Linked DNA regions of Zea mays: region 1 is linked to region 2. A link is a contact called in public Hi-C data. All regions are on one chromosome and are shown on one strand. Each heading gives the region's core, a stretch centred on a gene start, on an enhancer-like site or on the middle of the called end of the contact. The rest is flanking DNA. Distances are from core to core; before and after follow the strand shown. Region 1 holds the start of LOC103651026 (fasciclin-like arabinogalactan protein 4). Region 2 holds the start of LOC100285081.

What was found. A called contact is a pair of places that touch in the nucleus more often than the background predicts.
Region 1: a Hi-C map of tassel shows a contact between it and region 2, with 2.0 times the contacts expected there. The contact joins the promoter of LOC103651026 here to the promoter of LOC100285081 in region 2. A contact is called at or near these places in 5 of 25 Hi-C or Micro-C datasets (ear, leaf and tassel).

The regions. Positions count from the first base shown.
Region 1 is chr3:186,063,243-186,069,274 of Zm-B73-REFERENCE-NAM-5.0, forward strand. It overlaps LOC103651026 (fasciclin-like arabinogalactan protein 4), which reads left to right and starts at 3,575. Exons shown (of 2, transcript XM_008676618.4): 1 at 3,575-4,501; 2 at 6,019-6,032. The coding sequence starts at 3,575. It overlaps LOC111591136 (trihelix transcription factor ASIL2-like), which reads left to right and starts at 4,631. Exons shown (of 3, transcript XM_023302026.2): 1 at 4,631-4,751; 2 at 4,865-5,602; 3 at 5,605-5,735. The coding sequence starts at 4,631. The coding sequence ends at 5,735. LOC103651025 (O-fucosyltransferase family protein) reads left to right here. Exons shown (of 10, transcript NM_001330525.1): 9 at 1,365-1,555; 10 at 1,734-2,319. The coding sequence ends at 1,866.
Region 2 is chr3:185,915,927-185,921,682 of Zm-B73-REFERENCE-NAM-5.0, forward strand. It overlaps LOC100285081, which reads right to left and starts at 1,610. Exons shown (of 9, transcript NM_001157976.1): 1 at 1,473-1,610; 2 at 1,192-1,367. The coding sequence starts at 1,355.

The sequences.
Region 1 (6,032 bases), core at 2,325-4,824, 150 kb after region 2:
CCAAGTTTCTTCAGAGCCTTGAGATATTCTCCAGATCTATTTAACAAGCAGACATTCATTCATGATTAAGGTATCAACGATTCCCAGACCACCTTGGTCCCATGGCCTAGTAATCAAATCCCATTTAGCCATATGGTAACTGTTTCTACCCTCAGCCCCTTGCCAAAAAAAAATGGACCAGAAAGAATTCATTTTCTGGTGAAGTTCTATGGGAAAAGATAGAAACCCATTGTGTAAGTGGGTAGGCTGCTTAAACAGGAGTTGGTCAAAGTGAGCCTCCCCCTGAGGACAAATGTTTACCCTTCCATCGGTCTAGCCTTTTTTCCATGATGTACTTAAACGCTGAGGTTTTTAACCAACAATCTGAAATTGGGATACCTGGATACTTCATGGGGAGAGCTCCCAGCGAACAATTGAGCATATTTGCCATCCTTTCTTGTTCATGTTGAGCAAACCCAAAGACGTACACTTCACTTTTGTGAAAGTTTATCCTCAGCCCTGACATCCATTAGAAGCAATAGAGGATAAGTTTCAGGTTAAGAATGGACCTATCAGAGCCATCAATCATTATCACCGTGTCATCAGCGTACTGGATGTGGGAACTGGGAAATGCCCCCTGGAATGAGATCTCCTAACACCCCGGCGATATGCCCTTTGGCCACCCCCTCCTCTAACAACACACTGAGATTCTTGGATGTCATGACCTCCTCTAGGAAATCCCACCTGACTTTGTCCTAAGCTTTTTCAAAATCGATTTTCAACAACAGACTCTTCTTTTTTTTAGATTTCAACTCGTGCACAACTTCGTGCAAGATGACGACCCCTTCTAAAATGTTTCAGTTTTTCAAGAAGCCAGTCTGGTTCCCTCCGATGAGCCCCTTGGGCACCGCAGAAAGCCTATTTGTGAGCACTTTAGTGAATATTTTGAAGTCTGCATTTAGAAGGCAAATGGGCCGGTATTGTTTGATGCTACTGGCATCCCTGATCTTGGGGATGAGCATGATTACTCCGAAGTTCAACCGTTGCATGTCTACTTCTGCTTCGTGGAAATCCTTGAACATCTTATAAATGTCCTCTTTAATGATATGCCAAAAGTTTTTGAAGAAATCACCTCCAAATCCATTTGGACCTGGTGCTGCGTCAACTTCCAAATTTTCAATGACTTGAAAGATCTCTTCTTTAAAGGGTTTTGCAAGGGAGTTCAAATCCTCAATGCTAAGCCTCGGCCGCCTGTTCCAGAAATTTTCCTTTAACTTCATGTTACAAGAGGCGTTCGGACCAAACAAAAGTTTGTAAATAACTGCATTTATTTGTTTTACTGACCTTTTCTTTTGAGTATTTACTCAAACAACGCATGTCTGCAGAACTTCTCCTCAAGGATGGCAGCTATTGACTACAGTGTCTGTGTTCATAGTGAGGTTTTTGTGACCACACAAGGTGGAAATTTTCCTCATTTTCTTATTGGGCATAGAAGATACTTGTATGGTGGCCATGCGAAGACAATTAAGCCCGATAAAAGAAGATTGGCTATACTCTTTGATAGTCCACGTATTGGGTATGTTCAGTGCCCTTATATTCAGTGCCATACTCATTATTAGACATTTGTTTATCTTTATCTTCAGTGCCATACTCATTATTAGAGGTTTGGTTATCTTTATCTTCAGTGCCGTTATATTCTCAACTCTCAAACATGAAATTTTCAGCTTGTTAATATCAGTTTTGGTTGTGTGCAGATGGAAGTCACTGAAACGTCAATTGTTCAATATGAGAGCACATAGTGACGTGAAGGGTATTGAAATAAAAAGAGCAAATGAATCTGTATACACCTTTCCATGCCCTGATTGCATGTGCCGTTCAAACAAATGAGAAACTCCAAATCCATCATGGCCAGATAGCATCTAAAAGTTGTATCTTGACTCACTGACCCCATTTCTTTCTCAGTGTCACGGCATACCCACCCACTCCTTAATCTTCATATGCAGTGTGGTGGTGAGATGTTCCATGTCCTCTAAGCATCCCGACTGAGATATATTGAATCTTTACATTTAACCCTGGCACTAACAATACACTGATCCATGTCTAGAATGTATGTAACCATATCTAGGGCTATTCCTTAACAGCCAGTGTTAATCTGTTTGTGTAGTACTAAGATCCCTTGTCCTCCTTGTACATTGATGAACCATGAAGAAATTGTCATACACAATTTTGTAGCAAGACGAATATTGTTTATTTTGCCTTTTTTTTACTAATTTCTCAAGTATACTATCTCAATGATTTGTCCTTTTGTTTGTTACTTATTTAATGTATTACATGTTTTTACTTGCCTTTTGTTGTTACTTGGTTGGATACTAAGCAATCACTATCAGTTCAAAGATGGAAGCCGCCTAAAAGTAAGTGGCATACTATTAGATTCTTGCTCTCTTGATGTTACTGGAAAAACAAGCGGGGTATGTTAGTGCATTGCGTTTCTAGTGATATATTGTCAGAATGATCAAGTACATCATGGGAAAGGTAATGTGGTCTCTTCATGTCATTGTGCTCGTTGGTTGAGTTTATTGTGTGGGAACCACAATATTGTTAACATCGGTGATCTGAAGCAGGTTTTACGATCAGGGGGGATGGTCTTTCATCTTCATACACGCCATCATCCTTCATCCAGCATTTGGAAAAGAAAGCTGGTGTGCTGAGAACAAAATTTCCTCGTGAAATCACTTGTGCATGGAGCTGAGTTCCTCGCTTGCTTGTTTGTTCTTGATTGCGATGGTACATCTTTTGCCACGGTGCTTTTACGATTGGATCAAGGTTTCCCCCCTAACTAAAGTAATCATTCTAGAGGCATACTCGTACAGTCGTACCACCTTCACACTTACAGTTGGCCTAATTTGGACACTGGCATGTCAATTAAAGCGGTAGAAAAATTCTAGATAAACGGGATCCGAGCATGATATTTTGGGATATAGGGTCAGGTGGGTTCCTATGTAACGTTTTGCTGTTTAGATTGTGTCAGCGCATCTGATGTAAGGTTTCCGCGAAGTTGGGAATTTGCCTAAGCAACCAAAGCGGTGGAGTCTAAGGCTCTGTTCGTTTAGTCCAGATTGGAGGCCGGAACCATTCCAACTTATCAAGCTAATACAAATTTGTGAACTACTCTAATCCGGAACCAATCCAGTAAAGCATTCCGGAAGAACCGAACGGGCACTAAGAGAAGAACCAAGGCACACGTGACAACTGACGAGACCAACATCATGGTAGAAACTTTGCAAAAGCCTGGCGGGCTGGGAGCTGGTGTAGTTGCTACAGTCCAAGTCACTACACACCCACGCCATTATTCCCACACCTCAACCTCAAGTCACATTCAGACAGCAAAGAAAACCTCAAGCAGAGAACCGTGATTCCGTGAACCACCGTAGAGGAAAGGCGAGGGGGAGAAAAGACCAAAATATTCCCCTCTCATCAGGCAACCCCCGTTTCTTCTCTTCCCCTCGTGGCCTCGTCGTCGTCATCTGTCTGCTCCTCGCTCCTCACTCGTCACTCCCCTCACTCCCCGTTCCACTGCTCCTCCACTGGCGGCGAGATGGCGAGAGGCTTGGGGGCCGCTCCCGTCTCGTCGTGCCTCGCGCTCGGGGCAGCGGCGGCGGTGCTGCTCGTGGCGGCGGCGCTGCCTTCCCCGGCATCTGGAGTCGACGTGACGGCCGTGCTCTCGGCGTTTCCCAACTTCGCGGACTTTGCGCGTCTGCTGGCATCCACCCCCGTGGCCAGCGAGCTGTCCGGGAGGTCGTCCCTGACGCTCCTGGCCGTGCCGAATGCCAACCTGCCGCAGTCACCCTCGGCTTTCGTAGCTAGCGCTGGCGCCGACATTGCCGACGTGCTGAGGTATCACGTTCTGCTGGAGTACCTCTTCCCGTTCGACCTCGCCCGCCTCTCTCCCTCCGGGAAGCTCGTGACGACGCTGTTTCAAACCACGGGCCGCGCGCCCTCCGACTTCGGCGCCGTCAACCTCACCGTGGGGGGCAACTCCACTGTCGTGGTCCGCTCTCCGGCGCCGTCCCCGGGATCGAATGCCACAGTCCTCGGCGCCGTGACCGCGGTTCCATACAATCTCAGCGTGCTCGCGGTGGGTGGCCTTATCATACCTTCCGGATTCGACCTCGCCGCCTCTGAGAGCCGCCCGCCACCGCCGGTGAACATCACCCGGGTTCTCACCGACGCGCGGGGGTTCAACGTTGCGGCCTCCATGTTGCAGGCCTCCGGTGTAGCGAGTGAGTTTGAGGCCGACGAGCACAGTGCTGGCATCACCGTCTTCGTCCCCACCGACGACGCCTTTGCCGGCCTCCCCGCCACCGACCGCCTCCAGTCCCTACCCGCTGAGCGCAAGGCCGTCGTGCTCCGCTTCCATGTGCTGCACTCTTACTACCCGCTGGGCTCCCTCGAGTCCATCGTGAACCCCGTCCAGCCCACTCTCGCCACAGAGCACACCGAGGCTGGCCACTTCACCCTAAACATAACGAGAATTTTGCAAACATGGCACCGGCTACGACGGGCTTCAGAAATTTGGCACCGCCATCGTGGCAATTGAATTCGTAGCATTATAATCCTACACGGTTTAAAAATTTAGCATCGGTCTCTCTAAATGGCCATTAGCACATTTCTTCTTCCCGTTTTGCCCTCGCGCCGTTTCTTCCCTGGGCGTGTCTCCCTCCGCCACGCCTTCTTCGACCTCGTTTTGCCCTCGCGTCGCGCCCACCCCGCTCGTCGCCTACCGCCGCAGGGGGCCCCGGCGGGACCTCGCCGTCGACCCGGCCGCGGCGCGCGCCGCGCTCGTCACCTGCGGGGGCCTCTGCCCGGGGCTCAACACCGTGCTGAGGGAGCTCGTCGTCGGGCTCCAGGAGCTCTACGGCGTCCGCCACGTCCTCCACGCTCATCGACGCCTGGGGGGAGCGCTTCGTGGCGCTGGACCGGGGCAGCCTCCGCCACCCGCAGTGGCAGGAGGTCGCCGAGGTCGTCTCCTCTCGCGACAGCTACTCCAAGGCGCCCAAATCCGACGTCCAGTGCAAGAACCGCATCGACACGCTCAAGAAGAAGTACAAGGTCGAGAAGGCCAAGCACGACTCCGACTGGCGCTACTTCGACCGCCTCGACGACCTGCTCGCTCCCGTGCTGCTCAAGCCCAATTCTTCTTCTTCCTCGGCTGCTGCTGCTACGGCGGCGGCGGCAGCCCGGAGCGCCGGGCCCATGGTCCCTCCGCGCATCAACTTCCCGCAGCGCACCCGCACGCCCCTCCACTCCTCCGCGGGGGCAAAGTGGAGGATGCCGTCGCCGTTGCCCCAGCCGTCGGCGTCGTCCGACTCCTCCGACGGGTTCCCGCCGTCCGCGGTGGCGAACGGCAAGAGGCAGCGCGTGGAGGAGCCCGCCGCCGCCGCCGCGGACAACGGCGCGGAGAGCAGCGTCAGCCGCGCGCAGGGTCTGCGCGAGCTGGCGCAAGCGATCCGGCGGCTAGGGGAGGTGTACGAGCGCGTGGAGAGCGCCAAGAGGGATCAGGAGCTCCGGATGGAGCGGGAGCGCCTGGACTCCGCCCGGCAGCTGGAGGAGCAGCGCGTGCAGTTCTCCACTAGCATGCCCCGCAGCAGTCGCATTACCAGAACAGCACAAGCCCCACCGGGGGCGATGACAACGGCAGCGACTCGGACAAGGAAGCTCAGGAGGATGCGGAAGACGAAGAGGAAGAGAGCCAGTGATTGCTCTCCTCTTCAGCAATGGAATGGTAACTCAACACAAAAAAGTGGAGAACGCGAGGGCAAAACAAGGTCGAAGAAGGCGTGGCGGAGGGAGACACACCCAGGGAAGAAACGGCGCGAGGGCAAAACGAGAAAAGAAATATGCTAATGACCATTTAGAGAGACCGATGCTAAATTTTCAAACCGTGTAAGATTATAATGCTACGAATTCAATTGCCACGATGGTGGTGCCAAGTTTCTGAAGCCCGCCGTAGCCGGTGCCATGTTTGCAAAATTCTCAAACATAACCCGTGTCAA
Region 2 (5,756 bases), core at 360-2,859:
CAACCCTTGGTCCACGTGATTCTATTCTACATACTACTGAAGTGTAGTAGGTGCTCTCCAGTACTTGACTTGACCCTCACAAGACCAGATATATCGTTTGCTGTGAATAAAGTTTGTCAATATTTACATGCACCTACCACTGAACATTGGGCAGCAGTAAAAAGGATCCGAAGGTATTTGAAGTCAAGCACAAAACTTGGGTTGAAGATTTGCAAGTCTAACTCCCTTTTGCTCAGTGCTTTTTCTGATGCTGATTGGGCAGGTTGTTTGGATAACAGACGTTCTACGGGTGGTTTTGCTGTCTTCCTAGGCACCAATTTGATATCATGGAGTGCACGCAAGCAACCAACTGTTTCTAGATCAAGCACAGAGGCAGAGTACAAGGTGATAGGCAATGCAACTGCAGAAGTAATGTGGGTACAAATATTGTTACGAGAAATTGGAGTTCAATGTCCTCAAGAAGCAAAACTATGGTGTGATAATATAGGTGCCAAATATATGCCATCCAATCCAGTTTTCCATGCACGAACCAAACAAATTGAAGTAGACTATCATTTTGTTAGAGAAAGAGTGGCTCGAAACTTCGAAAGTTATTGCAGATAGAGTTTGTACCATCAGGAGATCAAGTAGCTGTTGGATTTACTAAACCTCTTCATGTGCGATACTTTGAGAATTTCAAACACAACCTTAACCTAGCTCAGTTATAATTGAGGGGGAGTGTTAAGATAGGCTTTAAACTCTGCTATGTAACCGGAGGTTGTTGAGAATATAAAGCAACCTTCGGAGATACGGGTGCTCAGTAGATGAGGTTTATATGTAATCTGATATGTACTTATCCGAGAGCTGTGTTTGCTCTATATAAACACGTAACCACGCCGAGGCAAAGGTATGTGGTTCAAGCCAAATACTTCCGCTTCCTCTGATCACTTTCAGTTCCGAGCTCCAATAGACAACATTCCTAGCAGCGAATGTTTCTCAAAAGTAAGAGAAACGCCAATCACATCTCACACCAGGCGAATTACCAACGAGAGAACCAATCCATATAATGATCGTTCTTCCCACTCAGACCACCCACCGCTCTAGGGCACAACATGTGTAAGCATCCAAACAAGGCAAACCAAACGGTACTATTCAACGGTTAAGAGCCCAGATCCCTCTCCGGATATGAGCTGCTGCGGGCAAAGGCCTCACCTCAGAACGGAGATGCAATTCCCGGAGCTTGACACCGGCGGCGACGTCCCCGCCCGCTCTCCGCCGCCACAGCTGCTGCCATCCGACACGGACGAGCTCGAAGCCGCCAGTGGCTGCCGATTCTCCACGCACCCCTCCTGCATCACCTCCGCCATCGCCCTCATCACCGCCCCAACCTAAAACCACAAAATCGCCACACAAAAAACGAACTTCAGATCAAATTCCCCACGGCAATCACCCCTCCTCCAAAAAAAAAAAGATCGAACGAAACAACGGCTTACGAATCTAGCGGATCCCAGATCGAACAGAGGGGTTATAGAATTGGGGCTCCCAGCGGCGAATCGGCGCCAGAGGAGGCAGCACCGCGGGAGATGGCGCGAAGGGAGGGAGGTTAGTCCTGAAACCCTAGAAGTTAGTATAAAAAAGTAAGCTTTCGTTTCGGGGAAGTTGAAGAGGGAGACCGGAGACGATGCTTTCAAAAAAAAACCTCTCGCCCGTGAGAAGGTCAGTGATGAGCGCGGAGGAACGGAAGAATAAATTATCGCGGCCTTATTTAACTAATTGAACCCTAAAGTATAACTTTATTGCTAATACTATACTTCGGCAAAAGAAATGCGAAAATAGGCATGGTCATGTTTCCGTTATAAATAATATTGAAACCTATTTGATACAAAGGCTGTTGTTTATATACAGCTAAAATTAGTTTGAATTAATTTTAGTACATCTATAAAAATAATAGACAAACTAAATTTTAAATGTCTTTGATTAGTTATTATACAACTAGCTAGCCATATCTAATATGCGCTTAAGAGCATGTACAACCTAATTAATTGAGAGGTTTCGCGAATAACCTGTCTCTATACGACTCTTCATAGAAGTTGTGTATTAATTACATTTATTATCTAAATACTTAGAATTTTATTGAAAAAACCGTTTCAAATGTTCAGTGTTGTACATGCGCTAAAAGGTCATAAATGTGGTTACAAAAGTCACCAGAGTCGCTTCCATCTTTGTTCAAGAAATCAAGAGGATTTAAAACGTTCGAATATCATCATACAATTGCATGTCCAGAGTAACATAAACGACCGTGAGGTAGAGACATACATCATTTTTGTGATTTGACAAAGGTAAGGGGTGTAATAGAGAAATCTCTACTACTATTAAGGCTGCAAGAGTAGTCGGCCAATCTCATGTTCTGCCACCATTCCCGTTCTGCCATTCCCATGTCTGTCATTCCTATTCACTTCTCCCGTAAAGCTCATTCACATTCCCCATGTTTGTCATTCCTATTCTCTTCTCCCGCAAAGCTCATTCCCATTCCCCCGCACAGTCCACGTTTAGCTAAAATTAAAAAAAACACATATGTCCTCAAAAGGATTTGAACCCATGACCTCTCAAGCAAAGGCCAAGAGTAGCTACCGCTACACCACATATATGTTTATGTCTACATCTAAGACAGGAAACACATCTACTATATCTCTCATCAAGCTCACTTGCTACCCTTGCACAATGCGTAGTAGTAGATAAGTATCACCGAGATTCTTGAATTAGATTTTTGGATGGAGGTAATATTATTTAAAGAAGAGCTTTGCATGCAATTTCTTTTGTTTGAATAATGTATTATACTTAAATTCCCTTTTTTTGCATGCGTGACATTTTTCTTCGTAATATTTTTTCCATAGATCAGACTTGTGAGTCATTTTCATAAACCAACGCCAAGCATGAATCCATGTTTCTTACTTGAAACTCCGAACAAACACCATGAGCAGGAGGCACTCACGTTGGCGTCGCTCATCAATGACGAGAAGAAGTTTGGCGACTGTCAGTTCGACCTCTAGAAGCAGTCCTACGTGGTCGCATGCGCCGCTGTGTACGACAAGCTCCCGCGAAGCCACCACTTGGACGCGGTCCAGAGCAGCTGCACCGCGTTGTCCATCGTTAAGCAGGGGCCTCATGGTTGTCGCCAACATTGACGACTCTCGGGTTGTTCTGGACACCGCATCCGACGACGACGCCATCACGTCGTCTAGCTCATCGTCCACCTGAAGCCCAACCTACCACGTAAGTCACTACTGACCGGACATGAATTCTTGTGCGCTGGGACGATGGACGTTGCTGACGTTGTGTGAGTGTCCTCGAACATGATGTATGTAGTGGAGTAGCGCATCTGATGGTGCAACGACCAGGGGTACTACCTCGCTGATGAGCCTGAGGTGCACTTCGTTTGGCAGCCCAACCAAGAGTCGTCGGTACTCGTCATGTCACGCGCGTTCGACGACTACTATATCGAGGATTGTGGCGTCATCTTAGCGTCGGAGGTGACGCAGAGGAGGATCGACAACAGTGACCAGTTCGTCATCCTCGCCACTGTTAGGGTAGCTTTTGTGCCGACCTGCCTTTAATTCTCTTCATAAACACACACTTACCTTTTTGTTTAAGCAAGAGCGTATGGTGGTGCGTGTCTGATGACTAATGATGTACGAGAAAATTTCTTCCAGCATGTGTGGAACGTGCTCTTTAATGATGAGACCATACAAATCGTGGCATATATCGAAGTCTGCATGATACTGATGGTTGCAATGTAGTGGTGAAACAACTAGATTAAAATAACAAAATTTATGTATGACTAGGATCACAAATTTATTATGAAACATTTTCTCATAACAATATAACACATATTTTGTATATAAGTTATCGTAGTATACTGGTATTATATATTACCGTTGCAACGCACGGGCACTCAGCTAGTAAAATGAAATGTACGACGGACGCCATATTCTGATGACAGCGGCATTATCGTGCCAACCTGGATCATAAAAGGCGGCGGTTGTTGTGTTTGTTTTTAAAGGCCACGTTGCGGTCTTGCCTTGCGGTTCAGGAGTTTGAACCCTAACGGTTCTCCGTCTTGTTTGCTGGTGCGATGGACCGAACTTAACACATGATATACTTATTGATTCAGTCGTTCTCCAATAAATATCAATATTTCTAATTCCAATCCTTAATTTTAAAAAATAAAAAGTCGTTCTCCAGCAGAACTCTATCTATCTTTATGCGCACGTAAAAGCCCTCCTCGTATGCGAAGATTTCCACCAGCGCACATCCCCAATCGTATTTTTTCCACGTTTTCGGGCAAGGCCTTCCAGCCTCCTTCACGCATGCCCTGTAAAGCTGGGCCATTTGAGAGAGAACATCGATTCTCATGCACACCATTTATTTGGAGTATTTGTCTCATGTAGACGGACTACTTATTTTTAGGGAAATAAAAGGAAGCTGTTGGAGTATAGACGTTTTTATGTACTAAAGTTTTTAGGAAGATCCCAATCCATAATTATTGAGAGATTAATTAAAAAAGTTATTGAAGATGCTCTTAGACCGTCTCTAGCAATTCACCATGTGGTCACACAAATCACTATTTTGCATTGTATACTACATTGTTCGCATAGTGTAGTTTGAATATGGAGATAGGATGGTTAAACTGCTGAAGATAATCTTAGACTGTGTTCAACAGGTTACTCATATGGTTAACTAAAATATTATTTTGTATTGTAGACTGCATTGTTCGCAGAGTAAAGTTTGAAATAAAAGATGAGATGCAAAATAGGATGGTAAAGTGTTGAAGATAATCTTATTCCAATTTTTCACGATGTTCAATCTCAATCTCGTCTAACATCTTTACACCAGTGATGTCTAGTGCCAAGTCCACTAAGTACTTGTACTCCCAAACATGCACAACCAAATAGAAAGTGGAAAGCTAGTAATGCAATTCAAAACTCCCCAAGTCTCCCCTAAATCCAGTTTTTTAGAAAAACACAAAAACGTGTCTCCAACAGTTCCCCTAAAGCGCTCCGAAGTTTTTCATAGTCCTTAAACTCCCTCATTTGTAGCTACATATGCGGAGTTTTTTGGGTTCCCCAAAAACAATTTATCGCTTTAAGTGATCTGTTAGAGAAAGGATTAAAATCTACCCCACGAATTATTTAGATGTCCCTTAAAACTGATTTTGGGAGTCATTTTTTAGGACCTCTTGGAGATGCTCCAACAGCGTGCACTAAATTTTATTCCCTAAAAATATTTCATGGCTTTTACAGAACACTCTAAAAGATTTTGTCCTTTATATCTTCTCAGTCTTCAGCAATGTCCCAAAAATTCGGTCATCTAAAGTTACAGTGTTAACAAACTTTTTTCCATTGATTTAGCTTTTTTTTATTTTATTTGCATTACACGCCACAAAAATGATGCGCAACATAGTATATTTAATTAATATGCAATTACTATTTTCCGAAATAAAGCGTGACTAACATAATAATAATTTGGTTTTTCCATATTGTAAATATTAATAACCACTTAAAGTGATTTTTTGTGTAATTGTTGTCGGTAAAACGTCACATAGTTTTAAGTAGGCTGAAAATCTGTTTCAAGATACACTATGTCACACCCGGATTTTAGGGATCCAAAACCCGGGCGCGAACATAATCACCAGGTGTGCTGGGACCAAGTCTCACACATATGATGATTCATGGCACAGGATCGAATGTCACATCTTTACTACATAACAGGAGTTCTAT